2 separate regions of the Lactuca sativa genome follow, and region 1 is linked to region 2. The links are chromatin contacts, called in public Hi-C maps. All regions are on one chromosome and are shown on one strand. Each heading gives the region's core, a stretch centred on a gene start, on an enhancer-like site or on the middle of the called end of the contact. The rest is flanking DNA. Distances are from core to core; before and after follow the strand shown.

Region 1 (5,429 bases), core at 1,970-4,469, 130 kb before region 2:
TGACACAATGCTGCAACATCAAAAGTATCCCATTCTTCTCCCTCACCTCATCTTGAACACGCTTCCTCCCATACGCACAATTCCCAATAACCGCAACAATATCACTACGAAATCCCTTATAAGGGCATACTTTACCCGAATGTTTGATTGTTTTCGTTTCTTCATTCTCATCGTCTTTCATTGTTTTCCTAATTATTGAAGGAGGTTCAAGTTCACGAAGCAAATCAAGAAACGTTTCGATAAACCCTAATGAAAGCAACATATCCACATGACCCTCTTTGTTGCGAGGGTCAAATGCACAGATGTCTCTCAATATGCAGAGAGAGTATCCGAGGGCATCCATGTCATTTGAGCCGGTTGGGAGACCGGATTTTGGGCGTGAAGCATAATCAACAACACCTAAACTGGTTTTTAGGATCTTGAAAATATCTAAAGCGAAAAGCTTGGATAATGTAATATGCTCGAGTTGCTCGTTTATCATTTCGGATAGGATGCTTAACAAAAAGGATTGCTCTTGTGTGAAGGTATTTGTAGTTTCAATAGAAGGATGAGGATATTGTAAGTTTGAGAAGATGGGTGTGAAGTAAGATTCTTCAATGCATGTTCTTGAAAGAATTAGCTTCACCCAATCTTCTCCAAACCCCACTAGTGCACATAAAAATAAAACGAGTTAAAAAGTCAAACTCAAGAAATTGAGAAAACTAAAACAGATTCAAAGGAATAAGAATCAAGAAACATACCTTCAGATGCAGTTCTTATAATTTCAACAAGAAGTGGCAAAACACGATCCGAACACAACTTGTCAAGCAGTTCATGGTTCTCTTCAACACAGGCATAGATGATCATACACAAAGGGTCACAGGTTTCTTTTCTTCTAATCTTTGCAATCTCAAGAAACTTCAAAGTATAAATATGATTCCATATAACAAGTTGATGTTCCTCTCCAGCCAATGAAACATTTGCTACAACTTGTAATCCCATTCGAATAAGCCCATGATTTGAATCGTTAACAATTTCCTTACAACTGATTATATTCGAAACAATATCAACTCCATTTTGTTCGATAAATGAATTCTGATTTCGTAATTCTCCAGCACATAGGTTTCTGATGAGTTTAAGAGCCAATAAAAGTGTGTTGCCTGAAGAAGGGTATGATAGTAATTTACAGAGTTGAAGGGTTGGGTTGAGCATATTCTTGGAAGCAAGATCAGATCGACCCTCTTTTGTTCTAGCCAATTCTATTAGATTCTCCAAAGCTTTGTTTAGTGTTGATGAATTTGTAGCAGAAAAGAAAGGTTGAAGGATGCTTTCTGGTATAGATTCCTCCAATGAAATTGCAGAATCCATTTTGAAATCCAATAAAAGAAGCACAAACAATCACTCGGTTGATGTGCCTACAAAAATGAATGCAACATAGTTGATCAAATAGAAAACTCATAATTGCTGGAATAGTTCTGTGGGGCATAAACTCCTTATATATGTAAAATGACCAAAAAGGATATGCTTATATATTGTGGATTATTTCTTATTTTACATATATTACTTTATCTTCAATTGAATCATTAATAATAATCTTTTTGAAAAATACTTACATTTACAACATCACAATTTATTAAATTCAATAATTATTTAGATAATTTTTTATATTCATGCACATTCATCTTTAACAACAAATGTTCATGATCATAAACTTCTTGCAAAGCCACAGAACCAAATGCAATCCCAAAATGATAACAATTGCCAATAGTTCCTTCAATATTTTCACCACTATAAGCTAACAGTTCCTAAAAGAGTGTTCAATGAAAGATTTGAGTAGAATCATATTTTAGCATCAGTGAAAGCATGAACTGGCTATAGGAAACAACACAAAGCCTTCTACAACAGTAGAGAACTTTAAACTATAAAGAATAGAGCAGCAGCAATGAGTACCGAGAAACCAAAAATCTAGACACTTCTCTCAGGCATTTTATCAAACAGTTTGTGTGCCTTCCTGCAATCATTCTTTAAGAGAATACCACAAAAGGAAAATCAAATTGGTTCAGCAACAGGTACTAAATTACTTTAGCAATTGGTACTAAAAACAATAATTTGAAGCTACTTACTAGTGAGTTTGATGAGATTCTAGATGTCGAATTCCGGATGGATCAGCGCAGAAGCTTTGGGAGGCGTAATGGAATAGAAAACAAGACGATGAGCAGGCCTTCTCCTCTTTGCTGTGCGTCTCCCTTCTAATCTTGATTTTTTACCCCTAAAATAGATTGTTGCAGTTCGAAATCAGGAATCGATTGTTGAAGCAACTGGATGAAGAAGATGGAGTCGATGATGAAGAACAGATGACGAGAAACAGCGCTAATGGAGAAGAACAAGCCAAGTCGATGGACCCTGAGCGGCGATGATCAATGGAGAAGAAGCAACGTCAGTATATTGATTACAGGTTAAAATAGGGCAATTTCATCAAATGACAAAAGGAAGTGGGTGCGAAAGCCTTTCTGAGGAACGTTTGCATAGTTAAGGGGCTGTTTGGAAACATTTGCCAATTTTCATATAATTCATATGCATAACTCATAAAAGAATTCCTTTTCAAATATTACTCACAGTCATACAATCCAGTTAGCTGATAAGTTTTTGCTATTTCTTCATTCCAACAACTAACAAAAACATAAGGGCAAATCTATACCAATTGAAACTCAAACTGAAGTAGTCCCAGGTTATCCAAACAAAACAAATGAAGAGTTTTTGAAAAAGAATTGTGGATATATCTCAGCAACACCAAAGAAAACATTGTAAAATCTTAGAATTGATAATGCCAAAGCTTGGTATTCCTCATTGCTGACTTCTGAAGCATATGTCTATAACAGATTTCAATAAATAACAAAGATCATTCACGTCTTCTCTTAACAAATTACAGTTGCTCACAATCAAAGAATTAGCATAAAAACAGATTTTTAGGGTACACAATCGACACTAGCGTCTGATAATCAATTTTTAGGGTTCTAATTTGATAACAATTTCAGAATAACCGATTTTTAGGGCAAGAAAGAAAAACAAATGTTACCTTGAACCATTCCAAAATGATTGGATTTCAACCCTATCGATGCCTGCGGATGCGCACCGACGAAGGAGCAAGGGTGGAGATCGACGCTGTCAGAGCTTAGCGTCGGAGGTCGTAGCTTAGAAAGGTGACGATGAGGGTGGCGGTGCTACTGCACGTCTCTTATTTTTATTCAGATACTCAGTATAACTCCGAATGTTTAAGTGGCTTTTAAAAAATGAAGAGGCTTTTATTTATTTATAAGTAACCCAACCAGAATCTGAAAAATGTTACCTTTTAATATTTCAATTAAGAGGCTATCAAATAGCCCTTAGTCGAAGGGTTTTGAGGAAAGTTGGTTGAGGCTACGAAGATGTGTTCTTCATCAGCACATTTCTGAGAAACCGTTCTTCGACTAACCATGACAAAAATTGAAATATTCAAGATTTTTTCTAAAAGTATATATTTTGAATAATATTGTTAAATACATTTTGAAGTAATTAGTTATTAATCAAATCGAATATTAAATTCCTATAAGATGAATGTAGCACTTTAATTCTAGTAATATCGATTAAATAATTATTATGTAATTTTAAATTTCAGAAAATAAACCATGACAAAAATCGGGATTTCATTAGTTAGAGAATAGTTTCTCAGATGTGTGCTGATGATGAGGAACTATGCAACAAACTTTTTTTTTGTTTTTTCCCTGCTACATCAATTTTTCGTTATTATTCACATTTCTCATAAGGTAAAAGGTTTTCTCAGAGGGCTCTTAGAATCCCTTGGTCATTCTACAAAACTCAAATTTTTATTGTCAAAATGTTCAAACACCCCATTCATTTTGGTCATTCTACAAAACTCAAATTTTTATTGTCAAAACCACCATTAGCCATTGCGTCATATAATTAGCTGAGCTGGTTACCCATGATTCTTATATAAACAATTATTAAAAACTGAATTGATATCCGAACAATCCTATCGAATGCCTTGCTTAAATGATTTCAATTCTTCTTACCCTCTTTTTTATTTTAGCTCCTTTAACTTGTATATAAGTTTTAAAATAAAACCTTACACTTTTTTTTCATTTCAAAATCTAATAACTTTCAAATTCAAATAACTTGATTATTTATTTGAAATATATAAATAAAAATATATGTTATAATCTTAGAATGTATACCATTGACGGGCATTTATATTTTATATTTCTTAATTAGTACTATGTACATTTTATTAACATATTAAAATATAAAGATCGAAAATAATTATAAATTTTAGAAATTATCCGAGTAATAAAAATCTTTAAATAATGTTGATTAAAAACGTTCAATATTTTACTTTTAGTGTGACTTTAAATGTAAATTCATTTCCAATAAAATTTATTTTTCTACTAATTATTAATGATATATTTTAACATTTTAAATTTATAATTTTAATGAATGATCAATTTATGACATTTTTATTAGAGTATTTTATTGAATCATCTTTACAGTTTTGTCAAAATTGCACGTTTGGTCTTTAACTTTTTTTGCACTCGGTTCTTTCATATGATTTGATTTTTATTGTGTTTTTCGTCCCTTACATATATAAAGTTAGCGATCAAATGTGCAATTTTAACCAAACCATAGGGACGAAATGCGTAACAAAATCAAACCAAATGAACGATCCAGGTGCAAAATAAAAGTTAGGGATCAAACGTGTAATTTTAACCAAACCATAGAAACAATTTTAGTAATTTACTATTTTCATTGTTACGAAAAACAATCAAGACATGTTAAGTTAAATTTAGCAAGGAGGTTACTAAACTAAATCGCATTGTCAGCAACTTCGATTTGTGAACCTGCTGCTCACAAAATTACTCATGGATGTCCCTCCTCAAAGAATAAACTTTTCAGAAAAACTCATCTCAATTTAAACCATGACCCACTAACTCAAGATCAACCAACTCAAGAGCTGCCAACTGAGTATCCTTATACACATAGTATTTCTACTTATACACCTGATTATATGCAATCTAATCTATTTGATCTAAACCAAAAACTGTAGGCACAACACATATTATGAGAACCTTAATGTTCAACTCAATCTTTAATCTTTAACCAGGTACAATCCATCCATACATAGTTTATACTTCAACCTACAACAAGTAATGTATAATTCAAATCTACTTATGACTGAAATTCCAAATGAATTTGGAAATGCATAAACTTTTTTCAAAAAAAATCTTAAATAAAAAGGTTGTTGGGTTCTCATGAATATATGAGTTCTAAAACGATCCTAACCATATATATATATATATATATATATATATATATATATATATATATATATATATATATATATATATATATATATATATATATATATATATATATATATGAAATATCCAAAAAAAAAA
Region 2 (5,054 bases), core at 2,105-4,604:
TGGGATTCATATGATTTGTATTCTGTTATGACACGTGGAATGTTTATCCCTTGTCTTGGATGAAAATACCTTATTTTAAAATGAAAAATTTGTTTAAAAATTTACGTTGTTACATCATCTATGTTCGAATCCTACTAAAAGGTCCATTAGAGATCACAATTTGTTGCAGAAACAACATAATCTTTTTTTTTCTTAAGTTATCGAAATATAAAGAAATGGGTGGTATGTTCATGATGATTACATATTTACAAAATATTGTCTTGCTACTTACATTTTCTTTCTTTATGTTCTTCCAATATCTTTTAAGTAACATCCTATACTTCAAAATTTCTAACAATTATAGCATTGTACTTTCAATTTTTTCTTCTTATTATGACTCTTATACTTTAAAATATCCACACAGTTGATGAAAATCATTTAGTTTTTTCTGAACCGACAAATATAAATATATTATCAACTCCTAACTAACATATAATTCCACATATGTCCACGACGGGACTTGAACTCTCGACCTCAAAGAGGGAGGACATCACCTGATATCGTTGGGCTAGAAGCCCTTTGATATGAAAATCATTTAGGTGTTGTTTGTTTTTTCGAAGCAAAAATTCAAAAGTCTCTCTGCAACAGAAGATGTGGACCAAACGGCTGCAGACTGTAATAAGAAGCGTATTTGTTTTTGTTAACATCTGCAGACTGCTGCAGACATTAAAAATTTAAAATAAACTAATTTAATAAACTGAAAATGGTTTTTAAACACAAAAAATTTAATAATTGTAGTCTTAAAACATTGAAATAAATTTCATACAACCAAATTAGTCTTACAATAACATTTTGCAAAAATAAAAGTAATAAAATATAATATGTTATAATAGTATGTTTTTGTTACAATCTGTTTTTCCATTTTATTTTTTATTTCATAATTAAAACAAAATAATAGACATTTATTTAAAATGAAAATGAAAAATGAAATTATAGACACTTATTTAAAAAACAACATTAAAATGAATTAACTTATGTAAATCAAATGAGAGATAACAGTTAAAGGGATATAAATTTAATGTATTACATGTTAAAGGGGTGAAAATAAAATATAGTATATAAGTAAATGACCATAAACGTAATATTAAATATACTTAATAGGTGTGTTTAACAACACCCGTCGTTCGATTTTTGGAAAAAAAAAAAAAAAAAACGGTCGATTGTTTTTTTGGGTTGGATTTTTTTAGGTTTAGGTTTGAAGGGGGTGGAAAGAGGTACAACAAGTGTTTCCCCAAGAAGCACACGAGCAGAGGTTTTAAGCTCCGAAGACTTCCGAAAAACAAACTGTTGCGGGACAAAAAAGTGTTATGCGCGTGCTACGCCGCGCAACAATAAGAGTTTTTAAGAGGTTTTTTAAGAAAAACAAACAACACCTTAGTATTTGGATGACATTGCTATACTTAGTAGATTTTTCAAAGTATAAAAAAAAATTATGATGTCATATCACTTGTGGGATGAATACGTGTCTAGCCCGTAAGTCTACGATCCAATAATTAGACAAGTGTAGACATTTTCAGACAAGAAATGGTTTTTTACCCGATTCATCGGTCCATGTACATCTACAAACCCTAGGTACCACAAACAATTTTTTTTGTGCAGGATACCTGATTATCAACCTCATTATTTTTCTCACGAAGCCTTTGACCAGATTCAGTACCATGTAGTTTTGAGTTCCCTTCAAAATCAATTTGTAAAAATATAAAGATCTCCAAATTTCCAATTTAAATAATACTACATCCGTCCCAAATTAATTGTCCATATTTGACTTTTTAAGTCTTTATTCTTCAACTTTGACCTTAAATATTTTTTTTTTTATAGATAATACTTGATGCAAAATATATGAATGTATTGTATTTTAAATGTCTTTTCATTGTTATAAGTTTCATCAATTAAAATATAATACAAATAAGAATACCGATTACATTAGTCGATATTCTTTCTTTTTTCGTTAAAAATTTAATTTAGGATTCAACCGTAAATTGGATCAAAACTTTGGAACTTTTTTGGATATTTCCCTTTTTTATATTGATTGAAATCAAATATAGTTCAATACATATCGATGGAAGGCAAATGAGCAACAAACTGTGCCGCTAGCCCTTTCTGGATGACAAAACTAATTCTTTTGAAAACAACATTTGTGGATCTATGAGATATAACATTAGAATGCATGACTCGTTAGACTCTGTTGAGAAGCTCGACCACCTTTGGCGTGAGAAAACCAAATGTATCAAATGCAAAAGGTACAAACACATGTTGAGTTTCTATACATTCATTCTCGTGCTTTGCCACTTTGCTCACAACAATTTTTAAAGCGGCATACTCTGCTGTGAAACCCCCGCCCCTCAAACCGACGAGAGGAGAGACCCCAGTAAGATCCACACAAGCATGTTTCCCTCCTATCCATCCAAAGACCAAAATGTCAGTCGGCCTAAGTGTGAATCTTCCATCCTACGGGTCCGTTAAAAAGTTCATCGACGCTTCTTTCTTCACGGAAATACCAGCACGTCGACAAGCATCAAAAAGAACATCCCTAACCACATCATGTCGGTACTTGAAACCCGGGAGCTCTCTACAATGAACCGCATGTTCCCCAAAAGTGTACAAACATGACTTGCGGCAAACTAGACATATCTCGTCAATTGAGAATAGATGAATCATGAGGCGGTAACGAATGATAGTTCGGTACTTCACATGAGACATATGTTGGTCGAGACCATCAATAGGGATATTTAGCAGAAAATCCTGAGCATGAGGTGCCCGAAGATAATCAAAATATGCTTTATGTCTAACAGTCACGTCGAAGTCAACTTCCATATCTTTGACAATTTTGCTAAAAAGTGTACACACGCCAATGCTTTTTGGGATTTAGGGGGGGCGGTGTTCTTATTAGTGAAACCGCTACAGTCGAATCCGGGAATTGTATTGCGAAGACGAGTCAAAACACATAAGTAATCAGAGTTCATACCACATATGCCACTGTCTTGTGATCCCGAAATCGTTAACTTCGATAGTAATTTTTTTATATATAATTTGAAACTTAGTTATATCAGTTTTCAATATTCATACAACAAATAACTTCTTGGAATTTTAATACGCTAAACACCCTGAGTTTAACTTAATGAGAGAAAAAAAAAATTTGATGTAAACGAGAAGAAAATAAAAAAAATGTTTTCGAGTTTCATTAAAAGAAGTAAGTGGAAGAAAATAGAATGATCACTTTTCCTCTTAATTTTTTTTAGATTAGAAAGAATTTAAAATGAAAAAAACAAAATATTTAATTTTGGAGAGATTTTTTTATTTTTTGTTTTTTACTTTTATTTTTCCTTCTTACTTTCTTTTCTTTTTTTCTTTTGCTAAAAATGGGAACCACACGAGTGAGAAAACGATCCTTACAAACCCCCCATTTTTCCTCGTGACCCTCCTCTCTCTTTTCCTCACACACAACCACCCACGAGCCCGATCGATAAACCCTCTCCCGTTCGGACGCCCAATTCTTCTCGACGTCGTTTTCGTCTTCGTCGCAGGCGTCGCTGGTTCTCCGTCGATCAGTTCTTCTCGGCGTTTTCTTCTCTGTGTCAGATACTCTTCTCCGTCTCTGGTTCTTCTGTTTTCGTTGACGAGTCTCTGTTTAATTTAATTTTTTTGTTGATTAGTTTATTTGTGTGAATATTTTGGTGAAATTTGGTGTCTGCTTTGATGCATTTAGTGATCTTTTCAAATACGTTCCATGCTGTTAAAGCGAAATTTGTTGTCTACCGGTAATATTTTGGTGAAATCGAGATCCAATCTGTTCTTGCAAATATATTTTGACGTAAAGTTTACCGTGAAATAGAGTTTACAAGTGGTGAATCTCAGGTTTATTACACAAACAATTTGGTGAAACTATGAAATGCTTTCAGCCCTTGATCATGCTTTGAATGGCTTAAACCTTTGATAATGCTGTCAATGGTTTACCATTGCTGTTGCTCTAAAGTCTAAATAATCTATGTCACCATGAAGTACATAAAAACTTTAGTGAAACATACACAATTTGGTTAACTATTTGCGACTCTGTTACAAAAACCATCAGTTATAGGGAATAATGGATGGAATAAAACCCTGAGAGGTGTAGTATGCGGATTAAAATGATTAACATCACACAGGATTCATGTAGTTGTTTGATGAATTATATATATCTGTTGTTTATTTGCAAGTGTAGGAATGGCTAGGACAAGGAGTATGGCTAGAAACCAGAATGATGATGCTGCTGCATCATCTAGCAGGGAGATGCCCAAGACTTGTGAACATTGGTCAGATCTTGACCATGATTTGCTTGATTCAGTGATGATGCGGTTGGGAGTTGTGGATTACTATTCATTCCGTGGAGTTTGCAAGTCTTGGAGATTACTCGCGTGCTCTAATGAAAACAAGTTTATGGCCTCCATGCCACCCATGACCATAAGTATCTGTTGCCATGCTCATGACAAAACCTGCTTCCTGGAGGACTTTGAAAGAAGAAGGTTTAAAACCATTCTTCCCAATTCTGCTGTTGCAGCCTGTGTAGGATTAACATGTGGTTACTTGATCTTTTTTGTTAAGAAAACCCACAGCTTCTGGCTTGTGAACCCTATCACAAGGAAGGAACTTCATTTTCCTAATTTCCCATCTGATTACAATCCTGGCATTGGCAGGGTTATCCTCGTCTTTTCACCCTCAATATATGGGTGGGCGTTTGTTTTGTTGCTTCATTCCTGCAGGGAGATATGGTTTTCAATAGAGGGTAAAGGAGCATGGAATCATGTCTCCTCCTACCCTTTCTGCATCCATGATATATATGCTTTTAAGGGGAAAATATATGCTCTAAGCGATCAGATGCATCGTTTATTTGAACTGAGACTCATTCCACACCCCAAATTGACAATGCTCGAAATCAAGAAGCTCAAATACTTCTTTTATGCGACTAGGTTTGTAAGTTCAGGTGAGAGGCTTTGTGTGAGGCCTCCAATTTCAAAATTTCTGAATGAATTGCACGAGCT

The links. Hi-C and Micro-C count contacts between places; a contact is called where the count stands out from the background.
Region 1: a Hi-C map of leaf shows a contact between it and region 2, with 3 times the contacts expected there. The contact joins the promoter of LOC111912852 here to the promoter of LOC111912854 in region 2. A contact is called at or near these places in 2 of 4 Hi-C or Micro-C datasets (both in leaf).

Annotation. Positions count from the first base shown.
Region 1 is chr7:7,679,142-7,684,570 of Lsat_Salinas_v11, reverse strand. It overlaps LOC111912852, which reads right to left and starts at 3,219. Exons shown (of 4, transcript XM_023908576.3): 1 at 3,056-3,219; 2 at 2,103-2,382; 3 at 741-1,394; 4 at 1-645. The coding sequence starts at 1,347.
Region 2 is chr7:7,546,666-7,551,719 of Lsat_Salinas_v11, reverse strand. It overlaps LOC111912854, which reads left to right and starts at 3,354. Exons shown (of 3, transcript XM_023908581.3): 1 at 3,354-3,613; 2 at 4,238-5,054. The coding sequence starts at 4,240.